Linked DNA regions of Mus musculus: region 1 is linked to region 2. A link is a contact called in public HiChIP or PLAC-seq data. All regions are on one chromosome and are shown on one strand. Each heading gives the region's core, a stretch centred on a gene start, on an enhancer-like site or on the middle of the called end of the contact. The rest is flanking DNA. Distances are from core to core; before and after follow the strand shown. Region 1 has its middle 27 kb from the start of Gm24981. Region 2 holds the start of Ebf2 (early B cell factor 2).

Region 1 (5,422 bases), core at 1,994-4,493, 310 kb after region 2:
CATTCATTTTGGAAGCACAGGGTCTCTGGCCTGGCCGACATCTGCCAAATCCGAGTCTGCAATGAGATATGGCCTCTGACACAGGCTGTGCCTCTCGGGTTTATATTGCGAAGCTCCACAGAGCCTATACGCAGTAAGACATGCTGGAGAATGTTCTGGCTGGTAACCAGGAGCTCCTCTCTCTATGACTGCAAAACCTTTGGCAGTTACTAGACCTCAGTTTCCCCTTTGGCAAAACAGGATTTTAGGCTAGACAGTCCCCAGCTTCATTCTGAGTAGATACATGTGGCTTCCATCCAACCCGGCTTCAGCTTCTTGTAAACCTCGGTCCCTCCCCCCCACCCCCCATCCCCAGCTGGGATCCCCAGGGCGTCCTGCTGAGGAGTCCAACCTAGGAGCGACTGAATCTGGCAAGGGCTAAAAAATTAATTCCCTTCAAATCAATAATTTGCAATTAAGCATGGAAGACACTAAAGCCAAGAGGGGCAGGCTTCTGGAAAGAGGACAGCTGAGCACTCCCTGCCTTTGGAAAGGGGGTGGGGCAAGCCCTAGCTCCAAGCAAACAAATGAACATTCAGTTCCATTGTTCAGGAGGAAGCCTGCATGGGGACTAAGTGGTACTTGAGGAGTGAGAAAACAATCAAGATGTCAGCAGGAGTCAATGCCAGGAGCTAATTTGGTTTCCACTGGGCTCCTTGCTTCTCCACTGCCTGTGGCTCAGTGTCCCATCCCAGGACTCCAGGACACTCTCAATTCTCTAGACCAGGGCTTTCCAGTGTGCTGGCTGCAGACAGCACCCAGCTCAAAGAATTGGAAACCTGCCTGGGTTCCCTCCCCATCCTCAGCAGCAAGTGTCAGACCAGCCTGGGCGAACGCCAGGCGGGCAGTGCCAATGTGGAGTGCAGAAGACAGAAGCAGGCAGCCTCACAGAGCCAGGATTGCATGGTGTTTGATGCTACACAGTGATAGCTTCAATCCAGGGCTCAGAGCCATCCTGCAGGTCTCCAGAGATGTGCAGAGAAATGCTAAGATTCTTGAAACAAAATTGAAGAGTGCTTAATTTTAGCAGTAAATGAGTGCTGTGCAGGGCTACAGGTGAGGGTTGCGGTGGGGGTGAGGGCTGGGGTGAGGGTGTGGGTGGGAGTTGGGTGGGGGTTAGGGTTGGGGTGAGGGTTGAGGTAGGAGGGTGAGGCTAAGTTTGGGGTGGGGGTAGATAGAGATTAAAACCAGCAAGTGCTGCAGCTCTGAAGAGGCAGGAAATTCAATGCATAGGGACTGGGAAACACAACACAGACCTCCTGCATTTCCCCAAAACCACAGTAAAATGAAGGCAGGGATGCCATTTTTTTTTCTCCCGTAAGAGTTAACAAATGATCCATCTGTGAGTTGTTATAAGTCAGTATGACTCCAGAACAGAAATGACAAGAGAAAGGAATAACGTTTATTAAGGCCTGCTGTAGGGGCCTGGGAGATGGCTCAGTTGGTAAAGTGCCTGCCTTGCAAGCATCAGAACCTGAGTTAGAGCCCCAGAACCCAAAACAAAAGCTGGGCATGGTAGCTTATGCTGGTAATCCCAGCACCGGAAAGATGGAGACAGGCAGGGCCCTGTAATACGTGGGGCAGCCTGTCTAGAATACTATACAAGCTTCAGGCCAGTGAGAGACCCTGTCTCAAAAAAGAGTGGACAGTGCCAAGGGGACAGAATGAGGTTGACACGTGGCTGACCCCTGGCCTCTACACTCACAAATGCACACATGCATCTACACAATCACACACACACACACACACACACACACACACACACACACACACACACACACACACACACACACAGAGTCACTACAGGGTTTAGTGCTCTACAGGAGCACTTCCTCTAGTCTTCACGGTACTTGAAGACAAACTGGAGCATCACCTTTCTTCTCAAGGAGAGAATGTTTTCCAGCAACTGCTTGCTCAATTCCAAAAATCAAATCGAGCTCTGCTCCTTGTAAAGTGCCCACTTAAACATGGAGCTGAAGCAAAACACAAAACAAACAAACAAAGCCTGTGAGACAGAACTTCGATTTAAAATCAAGTCAGGAAAGCAACATGTGCAGATAGAACACCAGGCTTACTACGGCGAGTGTCAAGCATCAGATGGGTAGAAGGCCAGGGCACTAAGGGAAGTTACAGTCAGAAGAAGGCTCAGGCGCCGTAAGTGATGAAAGCCAGTGTTGAGTCAGTGTGATTGGAAAGGCATAGGGAGTGGGAAGGCTGCTCCAGCAGCAGAGGGCAGCGAGGCCAAAAAGTACAAAATCAGGGAGAAGAGGAGGGAGCAGACCAGTTGGCTGCATCAAGACCACGTATTCCTATTTTTAAAGTGGTGTTTGGATGAAAAACTAAGACGAAAAGGAAAACACGACTGCTCCTGGTTATGCTGTAGGAGGGGGTTTATTGTAGATAAAAGGGAGAGCACGGTTAGAGGCAGGGACACCTGGGAGAGTCCAGAGTGGATGTGACCAGACTGATCTGTGCTATGTGGGGAGACAGGAGGAAGGGAAGGGAGGAGGGAGAGAGGGAGCCAGATGCAGCAGCCGGGAGCCCCAAAGGTTCAAAGAGAGCAGGTAACTAAAATGGTTATATTATATAGGGAAGAGAAGTCTGTCTTCCAGGGCTGGAGAAGTTCAGTGAAGGGGGCAGAGTATGCCAGTCATGAGAGCCCTGTAACAGGTAGAGACTGAGGTACCAAGAGATCCTGGTGGCCAGCATCTGCTTTGATGTGTTAAAGAGGCACCCCAGCCTTAGCCATTTGTCCTGGTTTGAAACCTAACAATATTATGATGATCTTAAATGAAAAAAGAAAAAGTTGGCTCTGAAGACCCATGGTTTAAAATCTTTTCAATTCTGAAAGTATTTCTAACTCTAGAGTATCTTTTTAAAGAACTTGTAATACCCAGTCACTCAACAGTCACTTTCTCGTTTGCCTTGGACGGACGATTACAAGGTATCTACACTAGCTTGGCACATTGCTGAGACATCTGCCCTCCCCAGAAGGCCTAGTACCTGGCTCCATTCTCTTAGTGTGCGATAAGGAGCCCTAGGCTGAGCCTTTCACCAACCATGTTCAATTAGATCATGGCTATGGCTTATATTCACCAAAGGCTCCAGTCTCTTAGTGTGCAATAAGGAGCCCTAGGCTGAGCCTTTCACCAACCATGTTCGATTAGATCATGGCTATGGCTTATATTCACCAAAGGCTCCAGTCTCTTAGTGTGCAATAAGGAGCCCTAGGCTGAGCCTTTCACCAACCATGTTCGATTAGATCATGGCTATGGCTTATATTCACCAAAGGCTCCAGTCTTTTATTGTGCGATAAGGAGCCCTAGGCTGAGCCTTTCACCATGTTCGATTAGATCATGGCTACGGCTTATATTCACCAAAGGCTTTCTTGAGAAAGCTCCTAGGCATTTCCTTCTAATTAACTGGAGTTGTTTCTTTTGCTGCCTGTTGTGGACCCCTGAGGCACCATGACTCACCTGCACATCTGCCCAAACCAAACCCAGTGTCTCAATAGCGAAGAAGAAAGAAACGGGGCCAGAAGTCACAGCCCTCTGTGTTTAAGTTCCACATCTCTTTTCCTGGTTGGATAGAGAGGAAGGTAGGTAAGACCTCTCTAGTCTACCCCCTCTTCCCTCTAGAAAAGGAGAGAGAGAGAGAGAGAGAGAGAGAGAGAGAGAGAGAGAGAGAGAGTCCGTCTTCAAGGAGAAAACCTGCTATGAATTGCTTACACTCCAGAACATTCTATTAGACCGTTGTTCTAGATGAAGTGTTGACTAGAACAGAAGGCCACGGGGCACATGAATGTTGTCTTAGCATCCGTACACCCATGTTGTAAGGTGGTCCAGAATCAAGGTCCGATTTCTTTCCTTCTCTCCTCTCGCTTCCAGGGATCAGCTGAGTCAAAGAAGCCGCATTAATCAGCTCCATGCTCACCTCCAAGGCATTTTCTTCTCTGGCTTTTTTTCTGCTAAGACTCCTGACTCCTGTTGTCCCATTTCAGAGGTGAGTTCTAAGACTTATATTTGCATGTTGAAATAAAAACAGGGGTTCACACATTGTGTGTGTGTTGTTTTTTTTTTTGTTTGTTTGTTTTGTTTTGTTTTGTTTGTTTTGGAGACCATGAGGCTCTGACTGAAACAGGCAAAAGAATCCAGAAAAGAGACTTAAGCTGGTCACTGGAGTCCCACATCAGGGCTTGTGGGAGAACTGATTGGTGGTATAGGTCAAGGCAGAATTAAAGTATTTCTGCATACACTAACCATATATAACGATGACTGTTTTCTAACACGGTCTCTTAATGAGACCCAGCCTCCATAATGTCCAGTACTCACCTGAAATAATCAACTCCTAGGACATTGAGGAAAATGAGGGTTCTGTGAAAATCCTATTCTGAATACTCTCTGGTCCCCTTCAGTGACTGGAATCACAGAACCATAGACATATAGACACAGGCACACAGACAGACAGACAGACAGACAGACAGACAGACAGACAGACACACACACACACACACACACACACACACACCAGCCTCCTCACACATATTAGATTGAGACATTTCTGGAAAAACAATCCCCGGTTCTGTTTCCATGGAAGCAATCTCATGTCCCCAGTGGCAGCAAATGGCAGGCAGCCGGCGGTAAGGGAGCTCCTGGGGCTGCTGTGGGCCTTCCCTCCTTTGCCAAGCCAGCAGAGTGGGCTATAGGAAGGAGAGTGGGAGGCAGGGCTGAGCCTCACCAACAAACCCAAACCTCTGGGGAGACAGTGGACCCCAGCTGTGCCCCCTCTTTTGGGGCAAATGTACATCTGGGTATTCTGGGCACAGCTCCAGCCAATCAGCCAGGCTGATCCCCCTTCAGCTTACCACAAAAGGCTGCTCGCTCAGAGCAGATGGTTGTGCTGAGCCTGTGCCTAAACCAAGATGGAGGCCACCCATGGGGCTGGAGCTGTAAAAACAGACACTGCTCCAAGCAATACCCCCTGGCTTGGAGAATGCCCATCCTCCCCTCAGCTTCCAGAGCACCCCAAATGTGCTTCACGCTCTACCGGTGGTACCCGGGACAAGTTCAGGTAGCTCGTGGAAGAACGCCTATAAGAAGTGTTGGCTGCATAGTGACTGTGTCTATTTTAGAAAAAACTATGATGTATGATTTCATGGGTAATTACAGCTTGGTTTAAAACTTAAGGAGATGTTAATGAAATTTCTCCATTTATTAAAATTAAATAAATGATAGAATAGATATTTATAGATATGGACAAAAACAATGGAAATATGCACAAATCGGGCTGGTGAAATGGCTTAGCCAGTAAAGGTGCTTGCCACCAAGTCTGACTACCTGAGTTCGGTTCCCAAGACCCACATGGTTAAAAGAAAGAACCTATT
Region 2 (5,268 bases), core at 2,506-5,005:
GTGTTAAAAACAAATCAAAATCGTACCCAAGTCTAATCGAACTGTCCTTGAAGGAAATTTCTTGGTGTGGACATGTGAGATATTTATCATGAAACCATAAATGAAGTAATTTCTTTGCTCTCCCCTCTCTGGGGAATTCACACTTATGTACTATACAAATCTAGTTTCTGGAAGGAGAAAAAAAATGCCCAGCTTGGAATTTGGTGTGGGAATCAGTGAAATCAGAGTTTTTATATAAAAATCATTTACAAATTGTGGATTAAATACCCAGTAGGTCTCTGAGATAGAGCAAAGCCATTTGTTACTAGTTGGGCAAATAAAAGCCCGGTTTAAATAAAAACAAAAACTGGTAAATGAAAAATGCTTGTCCAAAGATAGCTTATGGAGACCAAACCTTTTAAATTTACAGGGCTCATACTAGCTGTCCCGGTATTCAGGAAGGGTCCAGGTCTGTGCTTTGGGATGCATAGAGGCAGACACACGAGAGAGAGAGAGAGAGAGAGAGAGAGAGAGAGAGAGAGAGAGAGAGTTAGTTGTGGGGTGAGGGATGTGTTATGACGCCTGGAGGGCATACCTCAAACCTCCGACTTTGAGAAGGGCCCCAGCGCACAGGATGTCAGGGCTGGTAAATTCTGGGCCAACCGGGCCTTAAAACCAATTTCGGCCTGAACATATTGTCTTAAGCTGCAGTACAACACGAACAAGGGGGAGGGGGAATTCAAACCTGGACTCTGGTATTTTAGAAGGGTGAACAAAAGCGGTGACAACGTATAAAATGAGATCCCAAACCACTTCCCCAGTTTGTGTAACTAGATGGTCGTGAAAAATAGTAATACTGTGAGTTCTGATTTTTTCTCGAGGATGGAACGCGAGACTCCCCAGTCCTTGGTGGAGGAAGCTTGAGGCTGCGAGTGGGGTTGGGTATGGGGGGGAGGGGGCGGACACCCAGCCGGGTCCCGGTCCTGGTCCCGGACCCGGCGGCATTTGTGTTTCAGGTTCCTAATGGAGGGTTATTCTCACGTAGCTGGAGGCGAAGGAGATGGAAGCAACCCTCTGGGCGCCACGATTGCGCGCCGCAGCCACCAGCACCGCTTCTTTAGCACGGGTGGTCAATTCTTCCGCCACCCCTCCCTAAGACCTTGACAAACATAATCAAAGCCAAGGCGGTTGGCAGAACCGCTCTCGGCGCGCACAAGCGTTACAGCTTAGGGCACAAGGCCGACTGCTCCTCTATACTCGGTCTGGAACTTCATTTATGCGTAAAAGGGACTTCTGGACTTTGGGCTCACCACCCTAGGAACCCCAAGTGGTCGGTCCGCAGTCTGTCCCCAGTGTTCAGAGGAGCCGCAGGGGAGGTGGGGTGGTTCCTCAGTGCAGACCACTAAGAGCCAAGCGTCCCACTGAGTTCTAGAGGTAAGGCACCCACACACTATCTTCCAGCAGGGCACCGCCACCCCTGAACTTGTCACTGGGAAGGAGGGAGGTGAGACGCCACTGACAGTATGCTTTGGAGAAGGCAGCAGGGAGCAAGGAGAAAGGAACAATTCATTCGCTTCCTGAGGGGTATAATTTGGGCGGCAGCTGTTACTGGTGAGAAAAGAGGCGTCAGCGACCTTGGCTCTGCCCTTTAACCTGGAGCCTCTGGGGGCCGGCGGGCCGGGCTAGGCCGGAGCCCGTTGCTGCCCCGCAGTCCCTCAGGCTCTCCGCATCTTTCGCGAACATTTTCGAGGTGGAGCTGATCAAAGTCTCCTTGGGGAGGTTAAAACAAAACTAAACAAAAGCCAGCCGTTTCATCCACACGTCGGAGGGCTCATTGGCTGGTCCACACTCTTCACCGAGGAACCTGAGGCCTTGCCCAGCTGGGAACATGGCCGGGACAAGAAAGAAGGACAAGAGATTAGTTAAATTCAGCAGACTTAAAAAAAACAAAAACAAAACAAAACTAAAACTAAAACCAAACCAAAACAAAAACGAGCAGGCCCAGCTCGAAGACTCTGGGTGGTTAGTTTTTCCTGGGGTCGCAATTATCCGTAAAGTCTTGTGTAACTGAACTGCGCAGCTGAAAGAGCAGAGGTGGATCTTATCTCGACCATTTTCTCCCCCACCCTCCCTCTTTTGTTGGATAACTGCCGAATGCAACTAGGCCTCTTATTTTCTTACACTCAACTGTACCTCAAGCCACCCTGCCTCCCCTTTAAGCCTGAAATTAAAGACCTGGAGTTAGGGTACACCATCAACGCGACTCCAGCCCCCCTCCCCAGTCTGTGCAAAGAGAGCCCCAGCCAGCTTTCAAGTCAGTCACTGCTGTAGAGAGAGACCAAGTCTTCCGGAGCACCATCCCGCCTGCGCAGTCTGTAGTCACAGTTTGCCCCTGAGGTGAAGTGACGTGCTCAGGTCCCCTTCAATGGAGACTCAAGCAGTCTCTGAAAGCGCAAGCTTCCTTTTCGCTCGCCGGGCAAACGTGCACCCCAGGCGCTGTGTCCTCTAGCGGCGAACTCTCGCAGCTCGTCTGTGAGCGCTCACCTACAGCTAGGGGGTCCGGTCAGGAGTCAATTGACACTCAAACCTGAGCCCTGAGCCGGGAGGAAAGACTCCCGACTGTAATGATGCTGAGAGGCTCGGGTGCAGTCGCTCGAACCGCGGCGCAGCTGATTGTCTGCTCCACGGCAGATGGTCTTTGAGCACAGATTTGCATTCATTGTCTTCAAATCTGTTTTCGCGCTGGCGTTCTAGATTTCAACAGCAGATCTACGCGCAGATCAGAATACAAAAAGAGAAGCAAGAAAATAACACCCAGCCAGGAGGATTTTTTTTTAATAGGCACCTCCAGCCGTCTAGGGTTTCAGCTATTTTGTGGAGCCTCGGCTTCCCGACCACCAACCTTCGCGACCACAGCGCTCGGCGGACAAAGTTTCCAGGACTTCTTCACAGACGCCTCGTGTCTCTAACGCAGGGTTCCCCGGCCTTCAGGGATTGGGGAGGGAGATTTTAAAAGGGGGGAGGATTCGAAACTTCATCCCGCAGTTCTCAGCCAGCCAAGCTGTCAGCAACCTCTCCTATCTGCAAAGGTGCGTACTCCCGCCCTCCCGGGGCTGTTTTCCTTAACTCCTTCACCATTTCCCTTCACAGTATATTTATTTAAACTGCACTTGAGCCTCATTCGTCCACACTCCGCTCTCTCCTTCCTTCATCTCGCCTCTCCTTCTAACACTTGTGGCCTTCGCACGAAATGATTGCTTCCCTGGAACTCTCTGAGACTTGGTAGACCGGTTCAGAAAGACGGATGCCCTGAGGGTAGTGTTTGCGAAAAGCATAAATACAGGTGGTCACAGGTCCAAACCCCGGGAATGAATCTGTAGGGTCTCCCGCAGGCGACAAAAAACCTGCATCTAGAGGCAAATCCGCGCTGGCTTCCTGCTCCCGCGATCGGAAAGAACCATCATGATCCTAACTCTCAGAGTCCTGCTACTCTGTTTTGGTGCAGGATTTGGGGACCCCCTTTCCCACTCAGGCCAAACACTCGGGACTCTGGTCGGGACTCGGTGCTTGTGGCTTGCTGTAGCCTTTCACCTCCCGGACTTCGGGCAAAGCAAAGCTTGGCTAACGCCGCGGGAGGACGTCCGCCCAGCTTGCCCAGAGCCGGCCAATCCCGGGCGTCCATGCAAATGAGGCTCCTTATCGGGCCTCGGCTCCGCCTCCCGCGGCCTGGGTTGTAGTAACCATTCATGGGGCCCGCGCGCTGCAGCAGCCCGGCTCTGCGGCGCTCTCAGCCACCGCCTCCTCCCCGCTCCGGGTCTTCCCCTTCCTCTTACAACTGATCCTGTTGGGGATTTTTTTTTTTTTTCCTATATCGGAACGGTGGGGAGGAGCAGGGAGGGGGGAACAAGGAGGAAGGGGAGAGATCAGGCAGCTATCTATCTCCTCCTGTTTTTCCCAGAACAGGTGATGCTTCCAAATTGTGGCCACTTTCTGGAGAACGTTCTGCAGCTGGAAGGATGCGGGCGACCTAGAGTGGAAGCCCCGAGGCGGCAGATCTGAAGCCACCGAGGATAAAAAACGCAAACTTTGCATTGTGCGTGGAGGAACGGGCTGGCTATTTCTTTCCAAGAGGGCCCCCAAACTTCGGCCCTTGCCGCCTTTCTCGGATTGCTTTTGGAGAACACCATTTGCTGGCAGCATTGGAGAGTGAGGACGGTGTTGTTGTAAAGTCACTTTTAAGGCGACAGTAGAGGACCAGACTTTTTAAATGTTTGGGATTCAAGATACGCTAGGAAGAGGACCAGCTCTGAAAGACAAGTCGCTGGGTGCCGAGATGGATTCGGTCAGGTCCTGGGTCCGGAATGTCGGCGTGGTGGACGCCAATGTCGCGGCTCAGAGGTAATGAGACTGGAGCCGTTGTGCTCTGAAAGTCTCTGGTTGTGTCTGTCTCCCCGAATATCTCTTCCCTTTGCTCCCTCTCTTTCTCTCTGTCCTTGTCTCTCCTCCCTGGCTGTGCGCACTGGGGCTCTCCCTGGGCGGGCAGGTCGCTGCGACTAGGGGAACCCTTTTCCCGCAGTCGACACTGTAGTTTCTGAACTACCGAGGTCACGGGTGTTTCTCCCCACAGTCCGTTCTTTGAGGACAAAAAAAATTTATTAAAAGTAGCGTTCAAGCTCACATCGTGGCGTTTACTCTTGGACTCTAGCGGAGTGGCGCGTGAAGATCCGAGCTGGCAGCCGGCGCAGCGGCAGAGCCGGCTTTCCGGTCACTCCTAGGTTCCCCCACGCTTCCTGCGAGCGCCTCTCCTCCAGCATCATTCAGGATGGCTTGGAGACTCGGGGAGCCCAGCGGCCAGATGGTGGCGGCGGCGAGAGGATCCGGAGAGGCCTGAGGGGCTGCAAGGAAAGCAAGGCGGCCGGGAGCTCTAGGAAAGGGGACATGCAAGCGAGTCCTGGGTGAGGGAGAGTGGGACAGACAAACCGAAGAGGCCGAGGATGGACCGAAGCACAGGAGTAGTCGGGGAAGAGGAGAAAATGGAGCCGCAGAGAAGAGCACCCTCCAGTTTTGCGGGTTCCTCAAGTTGATTTTGTTTCCAAATCTTCGCGTTTACGGATGGTTAAAATTTGTCTAGGGTTCCATCCCACGAAGACATTCCAGTCCCGCTTCTCACTGTCGCTACTGAACTGAGATTCATGGCCCTCGTGTCCAGACTACAAGAGCCAGCTCCTTTACCCTCTCCAGACACCCACAAATTTCTTCCAGGACTCTCGACTCTTCCTCTGCGCTCTG

Evidence for each region. HiChIP or PLAC-seq counts read pairs in DNA pulled down with a chosen protein or histone mark.
Region 1: an H3K4me3 HiChIP or PLAC-seq map of embryonic hindbrain shows a contact between it and region 2, with 4 times the contacts expected there. The contact joins the enhancer-like site here to the promoter of Ebf2 in region 2. A contact is called at or near these places in 6 of 39 promoter capture datasets (the 3T3-L1 cell line, cranial neural crest, hippocampal neurons and 2 more), 7 of 484 Hi-C or Micro-C datasets (embryonic stem cells, nephron progenitors and stem cell-derived germline stem cell-like cells), 12 of 115 datasets of contacts at active chromatin or transcription factors (astrocytes, craniofacial prominence, embryonic basal ganglia and 7 more) and 2 of 9 other capture datasets (adipose tissue and embryonic stem cells).

Annotation. Positions count from the first base shown.
Region 1 is chr14:67,536,663-67,542,084 of GRCm38.p6, forward strand. No RefSeq gene overlaps it. Among named protein-coding and RNA genes, the nearest start is that of Gm24981, 27 kb to the right of the region's middle. Within about 2 kb of position 3,244, at least 9 of the 459 cell types and tissues checked have an H3K27ac peak or open chromatin away from gene starts, as enhancers often do.
Region 2 is chr14:67,230,889-67,236,156 of GRCm38.p6, forward strand. It overlaps Ebf2 (early B cell factor 2), which reads left to right and starts at 3,756. Exons shown (of 16, transcript NM_001360202.1): 1 at 3,756-4,377. The coding sequence starts at 4,247. Gm20675 (a long non-coding RNA gene) reads right to left here and starts at 2,307. Exons shown (of 2, transcript XR_874748.1): 1 at 2,215-2,307; 2 at 1,528-1,859.